Regions from separate parts of the Mus musculus genome. Here regions 2, 3, 4, 5 and 6 are each linked to region 1. Evidence: chromatin contacts called from public Hi-C and promoter capture Hi-C data. All regions are on one chromosome and are shown on one strand. Each heading gives the region's core, a stretch centred on a gene start, on an enhancer-like site or on the middle of the called end of the contact. The rest is flanking DNA. Distances are from core to core; before and after follow the strand shown. Region 1 holds the start of Elmo2 (engulfment and cell motility 2). Region 2 holds the start of Ttpal (tocopherol (alpha) transfer protein-like). Region 3 holds the start of Trp53rkb (transformation related protein 53 regulating kinase B). Region 4 holds the start of Prex1 (phosphatidylinositol-3,4,5-trisphosphate-dependent Rac exchange factor 1). Region 5 holds the start of Ywhab (tyrosine 3-monooxygenase/tryptophan 5-monooxygenase activation protein, beta polypeptide). Region 6 holds the start of Tomm34 (translocase of outer mitochondrial membrane 34).

Evidence for each region. Promoter capture Hi-C pulls out the DNA fragments that hold promoters and counts their contacts. Hi-C and Micro-C count contacts between places; a contact is called where the count stands out from the background.
Region 2: a Hi-C map of B cells shows a contact between it and region 1, with 6 read pairs. The contact joins the promoter of Ttpal here to the promoter of Elmo2 in region 1. A contact is called at or near these places in 1 of 39 promoter capture datasets (liver) and 1 of 484 Hi-C or Micro-C datasets (B cells).
Region 3: a promoter capture Hi-C map of liver shows a contact between it and region 1, with 3 times the contacts expected there. The contact joins the promoter of Trp53rkb here to the promoter of Elmo2 in region 1. A contact is called at or near these places in 2 of 39 promoter capture datasets (both in liver).
Region 4: a contact with region 1 is called in a promoter capture Hi-C map of liver, with 3 times the contacts expected there. The contact joins the promoter of Prex1 here to the promoter of Elmo2 in region 1.
Region 5: a promoter capture Hi-C map of pre-B cells shows a contact between it and region 1, with 6 times the contacts expected there. The contact joins the promoter of Ywhab here to the promoter of Elmo2 in region 1. A contact is called at or near these places in 3 of 39 promoter capture datasets (erythroid cells, liver and pre-B cells).
Region 6: a contact with region 1 is called in a promoter capture Hi-C map of erythroid cells, with 6 times the contacts expected there. The contact joins the promoter of Tomm34 here to the promoter of Elmo2 in region 1. A contact is called at or near these places in 3 of 39 promoter capture datasets (erythroid cells, liver and pre-B cells).

Annotation. Positions count from the first base shown.
Region 1 is chr2:165,324,790-165,328,424 of GRCm38.p6, reverse strand. Elmo2 (engulfment and cell motility 2) reads left to right here and starts at 1,946. Exons shown (of 21, transcript NM_080287.2): 1 at 1,946-2,007.
Region 2 is chr2:163,600,707-163,604,341 of GRCm38.p6, reverse strand. Ttpal (tocopherol (alpha) transfer protein-like) reads right to left here and starts at 2,028. Exons shown (of 5, transcript NM_181734.3): 1 at 1,928-2,028.
Region 3 is chr2:166,792,076-166,795,710 of GRCm38.p6, reverse strand. It overlaps Trp53rkb (transformation related protein 53 regulating kinase B), which reads right to left and starts at 1,944. Exons shown (of 2, transcript NM_023815.4): 1 at 1,643-1,944; 2 at 1-329. The coding sequence starts at 1,898.
Region 4 is chr2:166,711,898-166,715,532 of GRCm38.p6, reverse strand. Prex1 (phosphatidylinositol-3,4,5-trisphosphate-dependent Rac exchange factor 1) reads left to right here and starts at 1,701. Exons shown (of 40, transcript NM_177782.3): 1 at 1,701-2,018. The coding sequence starts at 1,815. It overlaps Gm46777 (a long non-coding RNA gene), which reads right to left and starts at 1,704. Exons shown (of 3, transcript XR_001783555.2): 1 at 1-1,704.
Region 5 is chr2:163,993,633-163,997,267 of GRCm38.p6, reverse strand. It overlaps Ywhab (tyrosine 3-monooxygenase/tryptophan 5-monooxygenase activation protein, beta polypeptide), which reads right to left and starts at 2,071. Exons shown (of 6, transcript NM_018753.6): 1 at 1,903-2,071.
Region 6 is chr2:164,069,292-164,072,926 of GRCm38.p6, reverse strand. It overlaps Tomm34 (translocase of outer mitochondrial membrane 34), which reads left to right and starts at 1,758. Exons shown (of 7, transcript NM_001291155.1): 1 at 1,758-2,014. The coding sequence starts at 1,888.

The DNA of each region.
Region 1 (3,635 bases), core at 697-3,196:
GGTGGGTGCATTGTGCTGGTTAGCTTTTGTCAACTTGACACAAGCTAGGGTCATCTGGAAAGAGGACACCTCAGTTGAGAAAATGCCTCCATTAAATTAGGTTTTTAAGCAAGTCTGTGGAGCCTTTTCTTGATTGGTGATGGTTGTGGGGAGGGCCCAGCCCACTGTGGACAGTGACACTCCTGGGTTGTATAAGAAAGTGCTGGAGCAAGCTACCTGGAGCAAGCCAGTAAGGAGTGCTTCTTCTTGGCCTCTGCTTCTTGGTTGTTGCCTTGACTTCCTGCCCTGATTTCCCTCAGCTGTAGACCTCGGGGGTGCAGGCCAAATCAACCCTTTCCTCCCCCAAGTTGCCTTTGGCTGTGATGTTTTAGCACAGCAATGGAAACACAAACCCAGACATCCATGTTCTGAAGGTGACATCAAGGCCCTCGCTGGCTCCCCAAGTTGGACTGACTGAATGGAATACTCTTTGGTTTGTCATTGGTGCCTTAGGGGGAGGGGAAATGGGGACACATCTGTTTAAACGTCCCTGCAAACACCCTGTTTCAAAATAGGCAGCAAACAAAGAAATAAACAACCCACCACAAAGAGGATGCTCACAAGACTACGGAGGACAATAAGAGATAATAATGTGAATCTGATAGGGTCGTATGAGGCTCCCACAGAGCAGCAAAGGACCTGGGGTCCAGAATGGTGCTGCAGACAAGGGTGGCTACCCTATGTTCCAGCGTAAAGCTATTTTGGAACACGGCCATATGCTTTATCCTGGGTGGCTTTCGATAAAACAAAGACAGAGACTGGCTGGAAGCAGGCAGTATGTGAACCTATTGGAAGTGTGACTGGCCGGCCCCTGCACAGGCCTTATTAGCACTGTGATTGTGGGAGGGGAGCTTTGCTTCCTGGGCACCATCCTGTTCACCAGCTGATAAGAATCCGCTTCAATTCAATTCAATTGCAGGAGTCAATGTAACTGTGCCTGTAAAACTGCTTCAAAGACAGTAAAAGGTAGCCATTATTTCCATCTCTCTGCTGAGCGGCCAGCCGAGTCTCTACAGAATGGATAACAAAATGTCTGTCTTCTGGCATTGTCCTAAGGATCTGCTAAGAGAAATGATTAAAAAAAACAAAATTTGGAGTTAAACAGGGAGATAGCGTCTTGCTGTATAGTCACCGGTTGTATAGTTAGTTGGTCCCATAAGACCCCTAGTCTTTTCTTCTGCAACTGGGGATCGCATACTAGCCCTCCCTACCAGCCTGCTGTGAGCTTTAAGGGAGATGGCAGGAGTGAGTCCTTGGCGCTGTGCCCGGCCTTGTTAGATCCGCAGGTGCGGTGACGAACGCCACCTCCCACGGATCCCTACCAACAGCACAGCTGAGCTGTACCCCTCTGCCTCTGCTCAGCGCCCACGGTCAGCCCTGGGTGCCGGTATAATTAGCTCCATCTCCGTAGTGAGCAGCCGCGGCTGCTCATAGCCTCTGACACGACTGTCACCTCCCACTCAGTTCCCTAAATCAGCTATTCCCATCGTTGAGTCGGATCAGGTGAGCATCACCAGAGGATAGCTTGCTCCTTACAACAATGGGTCTCAAGGACCCAGAGCGCGCCCCCTCCCCGCCCCTCCAACCTCCTTCACCCGGAGGCTGTGTACAGAAATAAAAGAGAAAAAAAGTTTGGGTGGGGAGCAGCCTCTAGTGTCTGCTGGGAAATCACGTTCCTTTAGACCCAATAGCCTGCAGAAGAATGGTAGTCTGTCTCTTTAAGAGGCCTCCGCGGAGGGGAGGGGCCAGCCGGCGTCGCTCCAGCCCGCGCCCTCAGTTAGGCCCGCCTCCCTTTTATTGACAGACAAACAACCCAGTGAAAGCGAGACTTTTCATCTTGACAGCAAAGCGGAGCAATAGAAGCCCGGGCCGCCCTTCGCAGGGCGGGGCTTCAGGAGGGCGGGGCAGACGGGGCCAGTGGAGCGGCGGCGGGACGCGGGCGCGGAGCTGGGCCTCGGCGGGTGCCGGGTGAGTGAGGGACGCTCGGGGCTCGAGGCAGAGAGACAGAGTGTTGAGGGTTGGGAGCCGGGGACCGAGGTTGGGGTTGAGGCGGAGGGCAGCGTCTGCCCGACCTCCAAGCCCGGGCACGGTGCCGATCCGGTAATCCCCCTGCGGTCGGTACCGGCCCTCTTTCCTTCTCCACTGCCCGGCTTCGGTCCAGGCCGCTCTCATTCGCTTCTTCCCGCAGCATTGCAATGCCCGGGGTGCTCCGGTGCTGGTTTCCACCCTCCCCTTTTTCCGGGCCCTGCAGATCTGGTCCTTCGCCGCCCTCCCTAGGCTTAGGCTGCTCCCGGCCTGGTTCTGTTCCTTCTCCATCCCTCGCTCTGGCCACCCTCAGAGTCCGCCGCCCCTACGTCTAGTCTAGTAAACTTTTTTTCATCTTCCCAGTCTTCCTTCCGAAGGCTTCCGGGGTCCCGAGTTCTGACCCTGGTGCGACACTCTGAACATTCTGGTGTCCCTACACATCAGTAGCTTTCAACAGTTTGAAAGTGTTGATTGACGTCTGCCTGTCCCAGCAGGTAGGAATGCCCAGGAGGAAGAAGACCTTACCTGATGTTGCTCCATGCACCCACAGCGTCTCAGCAGGCCAGACACTATAGATGTTTACTAAATGAATGAACGAAGGGCTAGAGTTTGCCTGGGGGATGCAGCCGCAGCCCCTGACATCCCATCTGTTGTGGGTGGAAGCCACCTTTTGGAATGCTTTCTGTGTGCCGGGCACTAGGCCAACCTGGGCTCTCCAAAAGAGAAATAATGCAAGTCACATTTGTTAATTAAACTTTTCTAACAGTCACATCTCAGGAATGTAAAATATGTAAGTGGAATAATTTACTCATGCTTTAGTTAATACATTTCAGATTATAATTAGGAATTCACATAACCAATGTAAAATCACGTTAATGGAGTTGTTGACTGTTTGTGTGTGTGTGTGCTAACTTCTTGAGCTCTGGTGTGCCTCACTCTTGGGACAGCACTTCTTGCTTCTCAGAAGAAGCACGGCAGCCATTTGTCAAGTGGTCGGTCAGTAACCACATTGCTAGGGTGGCTGCCTTGGCTGTGAAGTGCTCAGTAGTGTGCAAATGTGAGGGCGTTTAGTTCGAGTTGTGGTCTTTTGAGGAGACTATCATTATTTGCATTTACAGATTAAAAATAGCAAAGATCCTAAAAGAGTTTACCTGCCCAGATTCATTCTACCGTTTGGAGCAAAAGAGACAGGGCTGGTTCAAGAAGGGGTTTCTCTGTGTAGCCCTGGCTGTCCTGGAACAATCTCTGTAGACCAAGCTGGCCTCTGATTAAGGGCATGTTCTACCATGCCCAGCTTGTCTGTTGCTCTTGAATCTTGTTATTCTTTTTATGTTTGATGCTGCTTCTAAGAGGTGCCAAGAAAGTTTGGGGTGCAGGGTATGAAGACTAGACTGCTTTTAAAAATGATGATACCAGTATTTAGCATACTCTGACACGCTCTGTGCCTAGGTCATATCTTCCTGGGTGGCTCACGAGCAAACATAGGTAAGAAATACCTGCCCTGGGTTTGGAGGTATGCACCGGTAGCCAGAGCACTGTAAAGGCTAGCTAGGGCAGAAGGATCCCTTGAA
Region 2 (3,635 bases), core at 779-3,278, 1.7 Mb after region 1:
ATAGAAATGAACTTTCCAAAATCTACAAAACCCCTGTAAAAGTGGAGAGAACCGACTCAAGGCTGACCTCTGAGCTCCAGGTGTGTACCATGCCATGAGCACCTACACATCGCAGAAAGTACCAGTGAGAAGTAACTTTCATCTTAAACATGTACCGCAGGGAAGTGATGACCTAGAGCCGAGGTTCTCACCCTACCACTGTGACCCTTTAATACAGCTCATGTTGCGGTTACCCCAGCCATCAAAGTGTTTCGATTGCTACTTCATCATTTTGCTAGTTATGAATCACAATGTCAGCATCTGTATTTTCCAATGCTCTTTGTGAATCGCGACCCACAGGTTGGGAACCACTGGTGTAGAAAGTTCACCAATCCAGGTGAGAGGGGACAGTGTATGTGAACTGACTCCTGACTGTCTGAGCTGCTTGGGTGTGAGCTCTGTGGACTAGCACATCTCCCATTCTTGACATGTGTGTAGGTAATCAGTGTGTGATAGTCAGGTCTTGTGCATTAACCTGAATGTAGCACCTAAAAAGCTATAAGACATATAGGTCCCACATCATAAATATTTTATTTTAATGTACTTTTACAGAGGTGTGCTGAGCAAGGGATGGGACAATCTTGATCTCACGGGATCTGCCCTGGGCTGTTTCCATGGCAACTTGTTTCCAACAGGTAGGTGCCTAGAATCCTAATTCATTGCCTGAGATTGACCGCGGTGCCACAGACTATAGAACTAGCCCCAAAGGCCCTCTCCTTTCTCTCCTCCATTTACCAGGGAGGACAAACTAATAATCCACATTCTTAGACTATCTCACACATCTGACACTCTCTGCATGAAGGCTTCTCTCCATGTTAGCTGCCAAGGCCCAACTGCGATGGGATCTAGTCTGTAAATCCCCGCTCCATCCCCCCCCCCCCCCGCCCCCTTCCTCAGGGTGAGTTCCTCCAGGTTTCTACAGCCCTGGGTTCCTATTCGTCTTTAGAAACTTTTACTTAGTGTCACAGGTGTCTACAAGGAACTCTTCTGGGTCAGTTCCCACCCAGTCATTTATCAAAGAATTACTGATGGCCTCCTGTACCTGTCAGGCACTGTGCTGACAGATGCTAGGGACACAGCAGAAAACAATAACGCCTTGCCTCGTGCGGTTTACATCATGGACTGATGCAAAGAGGTCCTACAGGCTGAGGGTTCTGCTTTGAATCAAGCTCCCCATTGTACATCTGTTTCTTTATTTCTTCCTGGGCATTTGTTGCTGGAGATAAACCCCAGGGCCTTGCACATGCAAGGCACCACTCTCCCACTGAACTACACTGTCGGCTCCACATTTCATCTTCACAATAACTGAGCGTGCTGATTATCGTCAGTTGCCACTTTACAAAGGAGGGAACTGACCTCCTACAATGTGAATCATCACTACAGGCCAGAGAACTTGCCTGTGGAGTCACCACAAGACCCAGTGCCGGCTCGCGACAGCACTCCGTCAACATCAGGGGAAGTACGGCAAGCCCTGTCCAGTGAGGCAGAGCGAAGAAGGGTCAAGCCCCACCCTGGTCTCATCATCTCTATCTTCCACCTGCAGCTTCCTGCTGTATCCCCAAGGGCTCAGCAGTGGCTGTCAGCCTCGACAACGACGTGATGGACAGGAAATAAAGCCTGACACCCTCCCCACCTGGAGCCATCTCTCTCTCCGGGGCATCCCCTCTCGTCCACAACAACAGGAGGCAGGAAGCCATCTCTCTCGGAGCCCCAGAGACCTGCGAGCCGCTGACAGCGTCCCAAGGCCCCTACTTCCGGTCTTCGCCCCCTCCCCAGGTGTCCCCATTTCCTGGGGTCTCCCGCCCCTCTGGCCCACTTCCGGCGATCTCGCCCTCTCCGGTCCCTATCTCTGGCCCCTCGGCGCACACCCGGGCTCGTGGGCACTCACCAGCCCGGCGGCGGGCGGAGCGCGGGTCACGGCGGCAGGAGCCTCGGCTGGCAGCGCGCGCAGAACAGACCCGCACTCCCCGGCCGGCCGGCCCGGCCCTCGCGCCGGAAGTGACGCTCGAGCCGCGTGTAGGCGGCGCCCATCCGGGAATGCGCATGAGTGAACTTTGTAGTGCTGACTTGGGGCTTGACACCACCTGGTGGCCCCGGCTGTGCAGCTGAGTTGGGTTTCGGGTGGGGAAACTGAGGCCTCGGGGAGGGAAGCTGGAACACACTGCCATATGCCTAGTGTTCTACATCATTTTCTCATTAAATTGTCTTTTTATTTATTTATTTTCATTTTATATATATATATATATTTTTTTTTTTCAATCCCCCTGCCTGCTGTGACCTCTAGAGAAGCGGCAAATCAATGCAGAAACCAGCTTCAGACCTAGACCTCAGGCTTATCATTTGCAGAACTACTCTGTCCTCAGCTGATGTCTGGACTGGCTGCCTGTGTCAGTATGCCATCAGCTGAGCCGCTTTGGCCAAGTGCACTAGCCTCTTCGCCTCTATTTCTTCGTGAATAACGATTCTTGCCCTGGACCCCGACTCAGAAACTACTTGTTTCCTGCTCTGGGGCTCACAATGTTGTCTCGAGACAGCAGTAGTTTGAAAAGGAGTTTATTAACTCCACATCTGACCCATTTACTAGCCTCACCACACATACCCATGGTTTGTGCAACTGTAATTTCGAGGCAAATCTCTTTTAGGTAGAATAAGGACAACAGACCATTTCTAGAGAGAAATTTCGTCGGTCTAAGAAAATGTCATATTCAAAGGGATAACCTTAAGTCCCTCATCCTTTCCCTACCTTATGAATAAGTGGAGTCCTAGAGTGGTGGGAAGTGACCTTCAAGGACATAAGGACACAATGGATTTTGCCAGATGTCAAACTAAATATGTGAGAGGGGTTCGAGGTACCCTGGGAATTCTGAGTTATGTTTATCTGTTTTGTTTGTTTTTAATAGAGGGTGCCTTTGTAGACCAGCTGGCCCCCAACTCATGACTCTTGCGCCTTGTCTTCTGAGACAGTGAGTGTGTGCCGCCACCCCAGGTTACAAGTCATGAGACTTGCAGTCCTCCCTTCTCTCCAGTCACCAGCTTCTAGGCTGCCAAATAAAATATAGAACTCTCAGTTAAATTTGAATTTCAGATAAACAAAGGTCTATTTTTAAGACTAGGTTCCTTATGTAACATTTGGGACACATACTTTAGAAATGTTTGTTTCTCAGAAACTCACATTTAAATAGGTGTCCTGTCCCCCGTCCGCGCCCCCCCCCCGCCCAAATCTAAGTGTTAGTTTCCTGTTCCATTTATAACAAATTACTACATAGTGACTTCAAATAACACAAATGTATTTTGTTGCTTTGCTAAAGACACCGGGGAGCTGGGAAGGCTGCTGTCTCTCTGGGTACTGGTTCTCTTTTCCAACTTGCAGAAGCTACTGAGCTACTGGTATTATTTGGTCCATGGTCTTCCCCACATCACTCCGACATCTTGCTTCTGTTGTCACAACGGCAACTGACTGAGTCCTGAATACCCCCTCTGTGTTCTCTCTCCCTCTCTCTCTTTCTCTCTCTCTTTCTCTCTCTCTTTGTGTGTGTGTGTGAGTGAGAGAGAGAGAGAGAGAGAGAGAGAGAGAGAACTTGATGTAATCTAGGCTG
Region 3 (3,635 bases), core at 695-3,194, 1.5 Mb before region 1:
CTCCAGGACATAGAGGTCGACGCCTTTATCTTCCGGCAGTCCTGAGACAAAGCTCAGCCCAAAGTCGATGAGCACGATGTGCAGCTGCGCCAGGGGCCGCCTCAGGAGCATGTTGGAGGTGGTGAGGTCCCCGTGAATGAGGTCTTGGTCGTGCATTCCGGCCAGAACCTGCCCCATCCTCCTGGCCAGGTCCAAGAGGCACTGGGGGTCCTTTTCAGTCTCCATAGTGGATTGGATATAATCCCGAACAGTCACCGAGTCTTCGATTTCTTCCATATATAAGCAGTTAGACGCATAGTCCACAAAGAAGACGACTGGGGCAGCTATCCCTGCAATGGACACACGTGGTTAGGGAGCGCATCTTCATGAAGGCCGGCTTCATGCACAGGCAGACAGTTTCTCAGCCTAAACCTGCTTTGGAACAGGGTTTAGACTACTGTGGAAAATGATACAATTTATCCAGAGCTTGCCCTGTTAAAGCCCTGCAGGACTACGGCCTGAGACCAGGCCAGGGTAAGTCTGGAAGTATCAAGGCTTGCTCCTCCTTTCTCAAGCCACCTGAGGACTGGAATTCATTGCTGCTCCCTAAAAACAAACAAAACAAGAAGCCAGAAGGAAAGCATCCTGCAGTCTGAGCAGTTTCTACCTGACAGTCACCAGGCAAGTGGCTAAGCAGGGTGTCACCTTACAGGCTCATCTGTGTTCTGGAACAGGCAGGTTCAAATCCCTTATTAGGCGTGAAACCTCAAGGTTCCCTTAGCTACTCTATGCCTCGGTCTCCACAACTGTAAAGTGGTAACAAAACCTCCAGTTAACGCCAGGAGTCTCTCCTGAATGTCAACCAGGTTCAGAACAGTTTCCTAGAAACTGGGGTACCAAGGTAGCCCCCACCCCTGTCTGGTAAAACTTACAAAAGGTAAAGGAGAATATATGAACACTTCTTTATAATTCCATTGCCCCTCTAGGGCAGAAAAGCACAGGCCTGTTCACTGCTGCGTTTCCCAGTCTCCTGGCACCTATCAACCACTAAGGAGAAAAGAACAGAGGTGTAAAAGCAGAGGCCACAGTTCTGGGCCACCAAGTCAGGCGGCCTGGTGGCTGTGAAACTTCTGGCCCTTTCCCCGTTTGTGTCTCAGTTTCTCAAGAGGACAAAACTTTTCCGTGGGGCTAGCAAATGGGTGTTAAAAATAGATGGGAGTTGTGCTAATCAGATCTCTGAGTTATAGATCTGCCTGGTCTACATAGTGAGATTCACGAAAGCCACAGCTACAATGAGACCCCCGTCTGGAAAAAAACAAAACCAAACAAACAAAACACGATTTCATGAAGTCTGACATTTATTGGATGTCATGCCAACATACACGTTTGTATAGGCCACTCACAACATCCCCGAGATGCGAACTCGACTATGACTTCCGATTAGAACTCGGGAAATTTAGGCAAGGCAACTCACAGAAGGGTATAATCTGAATTCAGAAAGCTAGCTCCAGACGCGCGCCTGGCAGGACAGATGCTTAAAACTACCCAGGGCGTTGTTATTTGGTCCGGACCCCCGGAACTCGGAGCCCGGTCTCTCCCGTCCCACCGGTCTCCCGCAGCCCTGTCTGTCCCGTCTCCCGGAGCCCCGTCCGGCCCCCCTCACCCGCACGGCGGCAGCGGAGCAGCGCGCGCGCCTCCTGCACCGTCCGCCGACGGCCGAGCCGCGCCTCCAGCTCCGGGTGCCGGTAACTCTTCGGGAAGCGGTGCTTCACCACGGCCGCGCGGCCCTGGAAGCGGCCACGGAAAACGCGCGCCTCGGCGCCCTGCTGCACCAGCTCTAGGCCGCTCAGGAAGAGGCGGCTCCGCTCGCGCGCCGCGGCCAGCGCCTCGGCCTCCGCCTCCGAGGACACACCAGCCATGCCTCCGACTCCTTCCGACCCTGACCGCGCCGCTTCCGCTCGCTTCGGAAATCCTCCGGCCTCTTCCGCCATGAACACCGCTCCCACAACACACTTCACCCTGCTAGTGTGGTTCCGCCTCGCGACCTTTCCGCGCTCAGCGGAGCCTCTCGGACCTGTAGACTTGGCCCTTCCCTGTAGACTTGGTTCCTGTCTGTATCCGTGTGCGCTCGGCAACTTTTAGTCAACAGCTTCTCTCTCTCTCTCTCTCTAGCTCTCTCAGGAAACTCGTTGGCGATGCTGTTGGGGATACTCTGCTCCTTTCTACTAGCATAGAAAAATCCTTTACTTTTTAAAGACCGGATCTCACTGTGTATCTCAGGTTAGCTTTGAACTTGTGATCCTCACACATTAACCGATGGAAACGTACTATGTAATCCAAGAGGGAAGGACAGACAGACTAGGCAAAGCTTTCTACCTGGTGATGCCAACCGATGTCAGCAGCCCACACCATCCCTTTGAGTTCCGGTTTCCTATTCTTCAGAATGAGGCTGCCTGGTTCTTCTGGGGTTGGGGCTTATCAGAATTTAACAAGAGCCTGATTACAAGATGCCGGTGGACAGAGGCCCTCTTCGCATGACTTCTGTGTAGGATAAAGGGCCAAAGAAAAAACACCTTGACCTTAACTAGACCTCAAGCCTAAAACCAGGGCCAAGAACAGAAATGCATCAATCACTGAATTGGCCCCAGAAACCCACCAATTCCTGAGCTGTTCCAAGCTCAGGAGTTGAAATCCCAGCAATCCTCACCCTGGAAATCTTTACCGGGAAAGCTCCCGCCATTCCCAAGAAACTCCATATAAACCCTGTCTGCTGCTCAGTTCGCTGCTGCTTCCGGCTTGAGCAGAGGCAGCCACCCTCCCAATAAATCTCTTGTGTGAGGTTTGTTGTGCAGTGTAACTTTGTGGTATTCCTTGACTCCCGATAGCCAGGATACCTCTCAGAGTAGCTTTGCTGAGGAACAGCTGTAACTTGGACTGGGGAAAACTTCCCAGACAGCAGCCGCCACAGCAGAGCTGTAACACTTCTATAGGGGAAGCCTTTCCCTTTAGAGCTGCAACACTCACACTCTGCCCTTCTTATTCCTGGAACAGAAGAGAAGCCCTTGGATCCCGGGTTGCTATGGCACCAGCATCTTGGCTCTGTGGTCCCTGGGTTTCGTTCATATTCATGACAGGTTCCTTTTCATCATCAGACCCTTTGTGTGGCAGGATGTGTTCTCCAGCAAAACACACCCAGAACCCGTTCCGTTTACATCCCCCAGTGCTCAAGTCTGTAGCTTCATTATCATAATTGTTTGTGTCCACACAGCCGTCTCTATGGTAACCAAACCCATCTGAACCCTTGCCTTAGAAATCTACTGTGCAAAGGTGCTGACCAGAGCCAGGCTTGCTAAGTCAGGCTGAGTTTAGCTCTGTAAACCTGGTTCAAACCTTTCAGTGACTCTGTACTGTGCTAAGAATTCAGACCTAAAACTTCATCAGCCCATATGGCCCTGCAGGGACCTCCTGCAACTCTTATAGATCCTTCTCTCACCAAACTATCTCCTATTCTCTGCAGAGCTGGGACAGAATGTTTGAGTATTGGATTCAGTATAATGAGAGAGCTGGGCCAAGGTCCTAGTACAGTGATGAACAGGGTGGGCATTTTGTACTATTCACAACTGCGGCGGCGGCAGCATATGGCATACTAAAACCAG
Region 4 (3,635 bases), core at 452-2,951, 1.4 Mb before region 1:
TGGACGGGGTGCTCCTGGGACATCCCGGGTACTGTGTGCTGCTATGCTCTTACAATGGAGAACTAACCTGACCCTAGATGTCACTAATCCTGGGTTTGTTCCCTCAGACTCTCATCTTACAGATTAAAAAAAAAAAAATGGAGCTTCAGAAAGGTGAAGTGTCTTGGCCAAGGTCACCCAGGCAGCTGGATTTGGCTGGCTCGTGACTGCTACCAGCTAGCGAGTAATGATTTCAAGACAGGGCCCACTGAAACCCAAAAAGGTGCTGGATCTAAGGACAGAAGCAGTGTTATGTCTGGAAAGCTCAGAAACAAGAAGATAATGATTCTTTGGAAACACTCACTCCATGACCAATACCTGATGGGCTCACCCTTTTACATCCATTTACCTAGGATACCTTGCCCACATCAAATGTCACGGTGCCCTAGGCCCCAAAGGAACAGGGCCAGGGGTAGCAGGAGCTACCACAGTCTCTCCTCTATCCTTGTGCAAAAGACTGTTTTACTTCAAGGCCCCAGAGAACTATTCTAGGCATCTTGAAGGGAAGTAAATAGAGGACAGTGCTCCTGCCCCAGAAATGATGACACTCCACAGAGGCTATTTTGTGAAACAGGGACTGACTCCATAGGAGATAATAGATCTGAGGCGGGGCAGGTAGGGATTGAACAAGCAGTTCAGAGGCCCGGTCAAGAGGGCAGTTGACAAAGGCAGGAATAATTAAGAACGAAGATAAGACTTTCTAGGGTGTTAAAATCACTTTCCAGGGACTATGGCTCAGCCGTATGCTGGTCCCTAAGAGTTAGGTGTTACTGTTCTTCCCCTTGTACTGTGAGGCAAACGGAGGAGCTTTAGGTGGGATGGGGGTGCTGACCAAGGTCATCAATGAGGGGCTGAACCCCAGAGGCTGACTCGGGTCCCAATGCCTCTCGAGGGTAAAGGGGGGTTAGCACGTTAACTGAACGTTTGAAAGATCAAGGTCACACAGAACAGCCTGTCGGCTGGCAGCAAAATTCCCATTTTGGCTTTATCTCTGGTGGGTACGAGGGCGGCTTCCTGCAACGGTCTCGTCCAAGTGGGCACCTTTGCTTAGGGATGGGGAGCGCTGGGACAGTAGGCGCAGAGCTCCGACGGAAAGAGAAACAGAAGTAAGGACAAAGATGCAGCTAGAGTTCTTCCAAGGTCACCGTAAGCCGAGGGCATGAGCGGCCGTGTTGGTGGGGGCGTCGAGCTGCTCTTCCGGGCGTCAGGAGATGCGCGTGGTGGTCGCTGATCCGGCTCCAGCAGATCACCCACGGGGCACTCCTTACGGGTGGATGGCGCGAGCTGCTCTTGCAGAACTGCTGAATGGGTCTTGGCCTACAGACTCAGCAGAACCACGACCTGACTGGGGTCTGGGGCGACGCATTTCCAGCCCCAAACTCTGACTGTGCGGCGCGCGCACGAACCGGCTCTTGGCCGACGCTCCCTGGAAGCCGGGAGGGGGCTCCGCCCAATCCCCGCCCAATCCCACCAGACTCCGCCCCAGCTCAGTCCATTCTCCATTAGTCCCCGCCCAGTTTCCGCATGAGGTGCCGCCCCACCCCGTCCATTTTCTACAAAGATCCCCGCCCACTAGCAGATTGACCCCGCCTCCTTCCCCGCCCATCGCTCAGCCCTCTCTACCAAGGCCCCGCCCATACACCATGACCCCGCCCAGGTCCCGCCCCCGCTCCGCCTGCCCCGGGCCCGCTGAGCGGCGCCTGTCCGGGATGCGGAGCCCGGACGCCTAAGCCGCGGCGCGACCTCGGCGCGGGAAGTTCGGGCGCCGCGCGGCTATGGAGGCACCCGGCAGCGGTGGTGGTGACGGCGGCGGGGACCCAGGCGGGGACGGTGCGCATCCCGATGCTCGCGGCCCCGTCTCCGGGCCGTGCGCGGCCGCCCGCGACTCGGAGCGCCAGCTGCGCCTCCGTCTGTGCGTACTCAACGAGATCCTGGGCACCGAGCGCGACTACGTGGGCACCTTGCGTTTCCTGCAGTCGGTGAGCTCCCGCCACCTGTGGCCGGCCGGCCCGCGTTGCGCTTTTGTCTGTGGCTCCCCGCCTTGTGCATAGTTTGAAATGGTTACATCCGCGCGGCCGCTGCCCGGGGCCGCCCCGCTGGGGGGCCAGTGTAGGGAGAAGCCCGGGTAGGGGCTCCTTAGCTGCACCGGGGACCCTGGGCTCCGTAGCCTTGCCCCAGCTCGAATTGCACAGTCAAAGCCTTAGACTGCAAAACAGCGTCCGAGTGCGTCTGTGTACCACGCACCTTACACTGGTATCAGCAGACTGTGCCGTTACCGGGCTCATCAGTAGGTTATATTTTCTGATCCTTAAGATCAGGGAAGAGTTCGGCTCCAGAGAGGTTGAGTCCCTTGCTCTGGATAGTTCTGCAGGCTACGTCGTAGGGTTGGATGCAGGGCGGTGACCCAGGGCAGCCCTGCGGGGGCTTTAAACTCCGGTACGTAGTTGCCCTGGTGTCTCTAGTGAGAATGAGGAAGGGGCCACTTCCCTACCCTCCTAGGAAGTGAGAAAACTGGAGGGGGTGGGAAGGGCTGGTCTTAGAGACCTGAGGGCTTTAATCTCCGTGCCTCCTGCTGGGGCCGCTTTAACTCCCTTCTTGGGTTGGAGGAAGTCTTAACCCTGCTTCAGGAAGGCGTGCGTTTGTGTGTGTGTGTGTGTGTGTTTCAAGAGACCCCCAATCACACTGGAGTTCTCTCCATCTGGGAAAAAGAAACACTCAATGGCTTAAGGATGCAGGGGAGTCTGTGTGAGGTCGGGGGGGGGGGTTCCCACTGAGGGAGGAGGGAGTACGAAGTTGGGGGGGGGGAAGACGCTGTGTGGAGGCATTGAAAGCCCTTTGGCCCAAGGATCCTTCTGGAAAGGCCTGTGAGAATAAGACAGGGTTGGCTTTCTTTCCCATCTCTTCCTCTCTCACAGTTGAGAAGGGGGTGGGGGAGAGAGAGAGAGAGAGAGAGAGAGAGAGAGAGAGAGAGAGAGAGAGAGAGAATCGGGTAGGGCTTGAAGCTGGCAGTTTCTAAATGAAAGAGGCAGCCACTCTGGCATTGCTGAGCAATGACAGATTCTAGGGAACTCCTCACTTCCCCCTCGCAGTGACTGAGCTGCTCAGCCTTAAAAAGAAACAGGAAATCTAAACTAGTTTTTATATTAATGGGGGAAAAAAAACAAAACCCACTCCCCCATGTGTGCCCCTGGCTGTTGTGCTAGGTTGACTGCGGTTTTAAATCGTCCCTACGGAGACGGGGCCGCTAGGATAATGGAAATTGATTAGAGTCCACATTCTTAGAATTAAAGAAACCAGGGGGGGAAAAGTTTTCTCTGACTTTCATGTCATCCCAGGACACCTGTCGTTTGTGGACAGCCATTGTTGTGTGACTGGGGCATTCTGAGATGAGCCAGACAGACATTATTGTGTCTTGGGACACCGTTGCTTCCTGTGTTGACCTCGGTTTCCCCACGTGTACAAGAGCAGGGGACCCCAGGCTGCTTTTCTGCCTTGCCCTTACTTGGGTCCCCAAGCCAGTGCCAGAAGTGGAGGACTGATTGTGTAACCTGAGTAGTGTGTCTTGCCCTGTGAGCCCTGGAGGCCACCTCTGGCCA
Region 5 (3,635 bases), core at 822-3,321, 1.3 Mb after region 1:
GAGATGAATTAACTCCTGAAGGAAGATCACAGCCAGAAAACAATCGAGGGAAGAACTGAATCAAAGTCACCTAACCAGAGCTGTTTTTGGATCCACAGCCAAATGGGGAAAATGCACTTTTTGCAGCAGCCCAAATCTCTGGGGACTCTGCCTAGGGACCGAGCATCAAGGGAGTGTGCTCGGCCTGGTTTCCACACAGGCTGCCTCCCTGATCCAGACAGCTCCAGCTCTAAAATGGCTTCAATATAACCCAAGCACTGCATGATGGGAAATGGAAGATAACAGGGTAGGAGCCATACTCCAGGGGCTGACAGTCCACAAATACTTGCCACCGATGAAAGAGAATATTCAGTCTGTAAGTAGGTGTGAGGTTTAGGCCAAATCACCTCATTTCTTATAAAGACTTCATCTGTAAGATGGGTGAATGGTTTCTTATAGTTAGAAGGCAGAGGCTAAGAAAATAATTTAGCATTTAGTACTGAATTTCCAGCCTTTCATTTCTAAGGTCATGCTTAAAATTCTAACTTGGGTGGGGATGAAAAAAACAAACAAACAAACAAAACAAACAAACAAACAAACCAGTATCTGCCGGCTATATAATGCTAAGGACATAGATCTTAAAATAAAATAAAAAAATTTTAAAAAGACTCGGGCAACCCAAAGAAATGGATTGCACTGGAGGCAGTCAAGAGAAATCCACCAAGATCCCAGTAATATTCGTATAAATTTCCAGCAGCTAGATGTGAGATGCTGAGTAAGCACGTGTTCAGTCCCATAAACTGTGTGTCTGTATGGTTTCACAGGAACACCTGAGATACAGTGAGAAATGTAATTTTCATATTCTCTTAAGCGCTACACCTTTCTGCACCGGCTCCCGGGATTTTAGAGATTTGTAACATCTTGCCAGATTCCACCTCCCACACCAGGCAAGTAAAATCAAGAGTCCAGTGCTATCTAGTCTCACCAGAGAAAATGTACTGAAGGCAAGGACATGAGCCATGCATTTTTACAGAGGTTGGCAAATTCTCACCAACGCTGCCACCTTTGGAATCCTCGATGCACGCATGTTCTCCATTTGCAACAGACCCAGATGCGCTCATCTTGCAAAAAAGGGTCCACATCTTGCCTACTCCTTCCTCAAACACTGAGGTTACTAGACAAATTTCAAACAATATATAACATATACACACACACACACACACACACATATATATATATATATGCCACAAAAAAGTGTATGGATGAATTTGGGGCATGGACACACGAGATTCTGGCAGTAAAAGACGACAAATATCAAGAGAAAAGACTCAATTCTCAGCCTGATCTTCCCCCACCCCATTGGGAATCCGGTTTGAGTCAGTGAAAGGTTCAGATAAATCCATTTCTTAATTCAAACCTCAACCCTGCTGTCAGGGAATCTCGGGTCCAGCTGGGTTTCCCACACCAGCGATGATGAAACAGCTTTACTGCAAAGTGGGAGAGGGATTCGCCCCAGCTGTCGCCAAGGTTAAACCCTTACTCATCCAGGGGAGTGCGGCAGGGGCGTCGCGGCTCGGGAACTCGCCCGCCTTCGACTAACATTTCAATTTTTGAAAGCCACAAAGAATGAGAGAGGTTGACAGGCCCAGAAGGATGGCTCGGGGCCCGAAGGGAGCAGGCAGGGGCGGCGCCGAGCAGAGATGGTGCCGGAGGGGGGGAGCCTGCGGCCCAGCGGTCCCCAGCCGCGCAGGCCTGGCCGCACCCCGTACGGCGCGCCGAGAGAGAAGCCCGGGCTTCCCGCGGAGGCGCAGGCCTGGCCGGAAGCGGGGAGGGGCGGCAGTAAGCCTGGCGGCGACAGTGAGCCTGGCCGCAGCCCGACAAGGGGCTTTGGGCTGGGGCCCCTGGGAGCCACGCCGCACTCACCGCGGAGGACTGGAGGGAGCAAAGGCGCTTCCGGGAAGATCAGAGGGCAGCGACTGCGTCCTTCCCGGGCTCACTCCTCAGGCGGGGCTGGCGGCAGCGGCGGTGGCAGCGACCGTAGGGGCAGTGGCGGCGGTGGCGGCGGCGGCTACCCGGCTCCGGAATCGGCGGCGGCGGTGGCGGCGGCGGCAGCTGCACTTCCGCTCTGGCCACCACTTCCGCTCTAGCCCAAGTCCCGCCCCACCCTGAGTCGATTCCTCATTGGGTGAATGAGGCACGGGGTTGCTCCGTCCTCCTGAAAAGGGCGGTGATAGCCAGGAGGAGGGGATGTCAGGGAGGACCAAGAGGGAGCGGTCGTGGGAGGACGCAGAGCCTGGGTGGGAGCGAGGAGGGGGCGGACGCAGGGAAAGGAAGTGGGGCGGGGGAGCAGGAAAAGGAGGAAGAAGAGAGGGCGGGGCCGAGGTGGCCGCCCCAGGGCTGGGATGTGTGAGAACAGGGCGGGCTCCGGGAGGGCAGGGTTCGGAAGCTTGGAGCGGTCTTGGTTGAGCCTAGGATCGTCTGTTCCTACCCAACCCTGAAAATAATTCTCACGGGGTCGGAGAGCCTAGCAGTGCTTTTAGCTGTGCGTTAAGGGAATGCTTGTAACTAAAGGAGAACAGACAGCCCTCCATTTTCAGTTAGTTCACCTTTCAGTCCTAAAAGGTACTTACTGTTCTTTTCCTAGACCAAGGACGCTTCATGAAGTACCAGGAACAGAACATTTCCAAGGTCTTAATAAAAACAGAAAAACAAAACAAAAAAACCAGTGTACATCAGTTCTTCGTTGAGATTCCCTGGTCCCCAAGTATCCTTCAAAGGGAAATCGTCAGAGACAGAACCCTGGGATCCCCAAACGGCTTTCAGTGTTACCTAAATTTTATTACTACTTCACTCAAGCCTGTTGACCCTTAAGTCTAGCCCTTCAAAATACCTCCACCACCACGCCTTCGTTCATTTCCCACAAATTCCGTGTGGCAATTTTCAGAGTGCTGGGGAGTACAGCAAGACTTGCGTCTTGAAGCTTACAGTTTTTAGAGAAAGAACAAAGTAATAGGCCTTTGTCATTTCTCCTTTTACCCTCACTTAGCTTAATGACAGACTTCAAATTCACCGCTTGACTCTCCAGCCCTGCCCCCATCAAGTACCAAATGATCTTTTCAATGTCATTCTGTGTCCGCTGCTTTGAAACCCATCGCTGATGGCTCCGACTTAATAGTTCCCTGGGCGAGACAATCAGAGCTCTGTCCTTACCCATTATCAGCACCCCAGTTCATTTATATAACTCCCCATCCTCCCAATGTACTGTTCCAGAATGAATAAACACTTTGAGTTAGCTGCTGTCTTAGCTAGGGTTTCTATTGCTGTGATGCTGGGGAGGAAAGGGTTTATTTGACTTACACGGCCAAATTATTCATTACCAAAGAAGTCAGGACAAGAACTCAAACAGGGCAGGAACCTGGAGGTAGGAACGGATGCAGAGGCCATGGAGGAGAGATGCTGCCTTGCTCAGCCTGCTTTCTTATAGAACTCAGAACCATACAAATCAGATTTCTATGGACAGAAAACTGCTGTCTACATTTCTATATGGTAGCTGGGACTATGGAGTGGCTGTCTACTTCAGATTGGGTGTGTATACACAGACTTTCTAGGGTATAAAGGTCATTTTCAAGTCTTTTGTACAGACATTTGTTCTTTAG
Region 6 (3,635 bases), core at 509-3,008, 1.3 Mb after region 1:
AGGGCTGGAGGGGTGGCTCAGTGGTTAAGAGCACTGACTGCTCTTGAAGAGGTTCTGAGTTCCATTCCCAGCAACCACATGGTGGCTCACAACCTGTAATGGGATCTGATGTCCTCTTCTGGCGTGTGACTGAAGACAGCTGCAGTGTACTCACATACATAAAATCAATAAATCTTTTTAAAAAAATAAAACTCACAGATTTCTGAAGTTCCGTCGCTGAGCCCTCACCGTTCTGTTTTTAGGGGCGTAGTGGGTATATTTTTAGTTTAGGGTTGTTTGTAGGGATTTGTTTGAAGCAGCATCTGTATATTCCCTGACTGGCCTGGAACATGCTATGTAGACCAGGCTGGCCTCAAATTCAGAAACCAACCTGCCTCTACCTCCTAAGTGCCGGGATTAAAGCGTCCACCACCAAGCCCAGCTCCAGTGTTATCCATGTGTATTCACTGTATTCATCTGTATCCATCTGTATTCACCCACTAAATAAGTTTTATGGTCCACAAGATGCCAGGCGCTTTCCAGCTTTCTGGAATCCTGATCCCGACATCTCAGGTTTCAGCTGATTCTCTGCCTCAGAGGCTCTCTGTGGCCTGCTCAGGTTTAACAGCCTCCACAGGGGTATTTCCTATTGTTTGCCTTCCCCAATCTCCAGGTTCTCCCAGCATCCCTCAGTGCCTACCTGCCATGCCATGCCCCCACCCCTGAACTTTAAGCCCAGAGGCTGGGCTGCCCTTCCCCCAGAGGCTCCTCCCTATATAATCCAGACACTTTGGTCTGCCCTTCTTTTCTCTCTATGCATAAGTGCCCTCCTTCTTTCTTTCTTTCTTTCTTTCTTTCTTTCTTTCTTTCTTTCTTTCCCCCTCCCACCCCCCGCCCCCCCCCACCCCCGTCCCCATGGCGACTTCCCTGGCCTCCTCCTTTGGGACCGGTGAACTTGCCCGAAAGCAGCTTCCCAATAAACCTGCCTTTACTATAATCTGGTTTAAATTGGCTCATTTCATCGGCAACGGAGAAATAACCTATCACCTATAACATCATTGTGTTTTCTTGGTTTTGTTTTAAAACAGGAGCTCAGCTATACTGTCCTTGGCCTCCAAAGTGGTGGAACTGCAGACCTCAACTTTGGATTATGTTGCTTCAATTTTTTTTTTAAGTGCATTATATTCTTTTGTGCGTATAAAAAATTTTCATCATTCTCACTCTATCCTATACAGTCCTCGAGGGTGCCTTAGACTTCCACACGTTTGCATCATCCCGCTCTTTGCTTCTTTATAGTATTAAGATCTTGACGAGCCGGGCGTGGTGGCACCCGCCTTTAATCCCAAAACTTGGGAGGCAGAGGCAGGCAGATTTCTGAGTTCGAGGCCAGCATGGTCTACAGAGTGAGTTCCAGGACAGCCAGGACTATACAGAGAAACCCTGTCTCGAAAACAAACAATCTTGACAAAAAGTATGTTTTCTCTTGGTCGTGGATTAATTGCTTCCCAGGTCCAACGGAGGGAAGATAGTCTGCCTCCTTCGGTGATTCAGCTGTCGCTTCAGCACTGGAGTGCCAGCCACCATCTTCAAACTTGTTGACCACGAGTTCCAGACAGAGCTCACGCCAAAGGCCTTGTTTCTCAACGCCCCCGCCTCCGACCCTCTTAGCTCCGCCCTTCCCTGGCCCCGCCCCTGGACAAGGAAGAGCGGCCGGACAGAGCTAAGGGCTTGAGCCCACTCTTCCGGCCGCTTAGCTCCGCCCCGTCTAGCCCCGCCTCGTCTGGCCCCGCCCCTCAGGGCCGGTCCACAGTGGGCCTTAAAGGCACGCAGCCCTAGCTTCCGGGTGGAAGCTGTTGCGCACCACTTAGCTGGGAAGTGCGTTGCTCCCTGTTTCCCAGCCCACCCGAGATGGCCCCCAAAGTCTCGGATTCCGTGGAACAGCTCCGCGCTGCCGGCAACCAGAACTTCCGCAATGGCCAGTACGGCGAAGCCTCGGCGCTGTACGAGCGCGCACTGCGGCTGCTGCAGGCGCGAGGTAGGAACCCGCCCCACGTTTCCCTCCGGGCCTGCGTCCTCCACCCGCATCCCCGCACCGGGCCTCCCGTTGGCCCAGCCTCCCTGGTTTTCCCTTCCCCGCGTCCAGCCGCCGCACCAGGCCCTCCCAGGGCTTGACCCCGCGATTCTTTCCGTCCCTGGCCGCCTAGCCGCGGCCCGGTCTACCATCACCACCCCCCACCACCCCCAGGCCAGTCGGCTGCGGGCCTTAAGGGCACGCATCCGCTGCTTCCACCCGGAAGCTGTTGCGCACTCCTCGGCGGGGAACGGAGGTGGTCCTTGTTTGCCGGCCTCCCGGGATGGCCCCCAAACTCTCAGACTCTGTGGAAGAGCTCCGCGCAGCCGGCAACCAGAGTTTCCGCAACGGCCAGTACGCCGAGGCTTCGGCGCTGTACGAGCGCGCGCTGCGACTGCTGCAGGCGCGAGGTAGGAACCCGCTCCCCCGTTTACCTTCCGGGCCTGCAGGCATCCTGCACCCGCATCGGCGCCCTGGACTAAGTGTTGATCCTGTCCTCTGGGTCTTTCTTTTCCCCGGGCCATCTGCCGCACCAGCCTCTACCACCACGCCCCCGCATATAGCTAGCGCACCTGTCCGCCCCTCATGTACTCATTTTAAAATTCAGTTGACTTTTGTATATTGACTGAATGTGGCTGGCGAGATGGGGTCCTTTCAAGGATAGAACTTCCTGGGGCCAGTTGTCTTACATTTGTAAGTAAAGGAGACCTCTGAGATTAGAACTATTAATACAAAGTAATGTGATAAGGTTGGATCCTTTAGAAAGGAAGTCATGGGCAACTTCTCAAGAGATATTTGAGATGTCCCTGAGTTGAGTGTCTAATGCATGCCAGGTGCGGAGACCCATCAGATACACTAAGCAGCATAAGCTATTAATGAGACAATTTAAGACAGGAAGTACACAAAACCTTAATTGTGTTGGTGCTTTAAACCCTCCAAAGAGTTGGGATTTTATCCCCTAATTGGAAGAGTTTTAAACAAAAGAACAGCATATTAACAATGCTCCTAACCTTTGCCCGAAGTTTCAGAAGCTTTGACATGAAGACAGCCTTGAGTCCCACTTTCTCTGAGTCCTCATTCTCATTTTCTCTCTTTCCTTCTTTTTTTATCTTAAAGATTTATTTACTATTATATGTAAGTACACTGTAGCTGCCTTCAGACATTCCAGAAGAGGGTGTCAGATCTCATTACGGATGGTTGTGAGCCACCATGTGGTTGCTGGGATTTGAACTCATAACCTCTGGAAGAGCAGTCAGTGCTCTTACCCGCTGAGCCATCTCACCAGCCCCATTCTCATTTTCTTGACCAGTGTTTGTTGCGTGGTTTTCTGTGCTGGATGTTATCTTTGTTTATCTTCACTATGACCAGATCAACCTGTAGATGAGGAATCCCAAAGAATTCATTGCCTTCCTAGGATGACACAGTGCAGATTGTTAGACCCAGAATTTGAATATAGTCATCTGATTTCTGAATCTGGTTTTATTTGTGGTCATGGGGTGGGGTTAATGTGCCAGAGGTGGCATCCCCGTGGAGCTGGAGTTACAGGTGTTGTGCACTGCCTCACGTGGGTGCTGGAAGCTACACT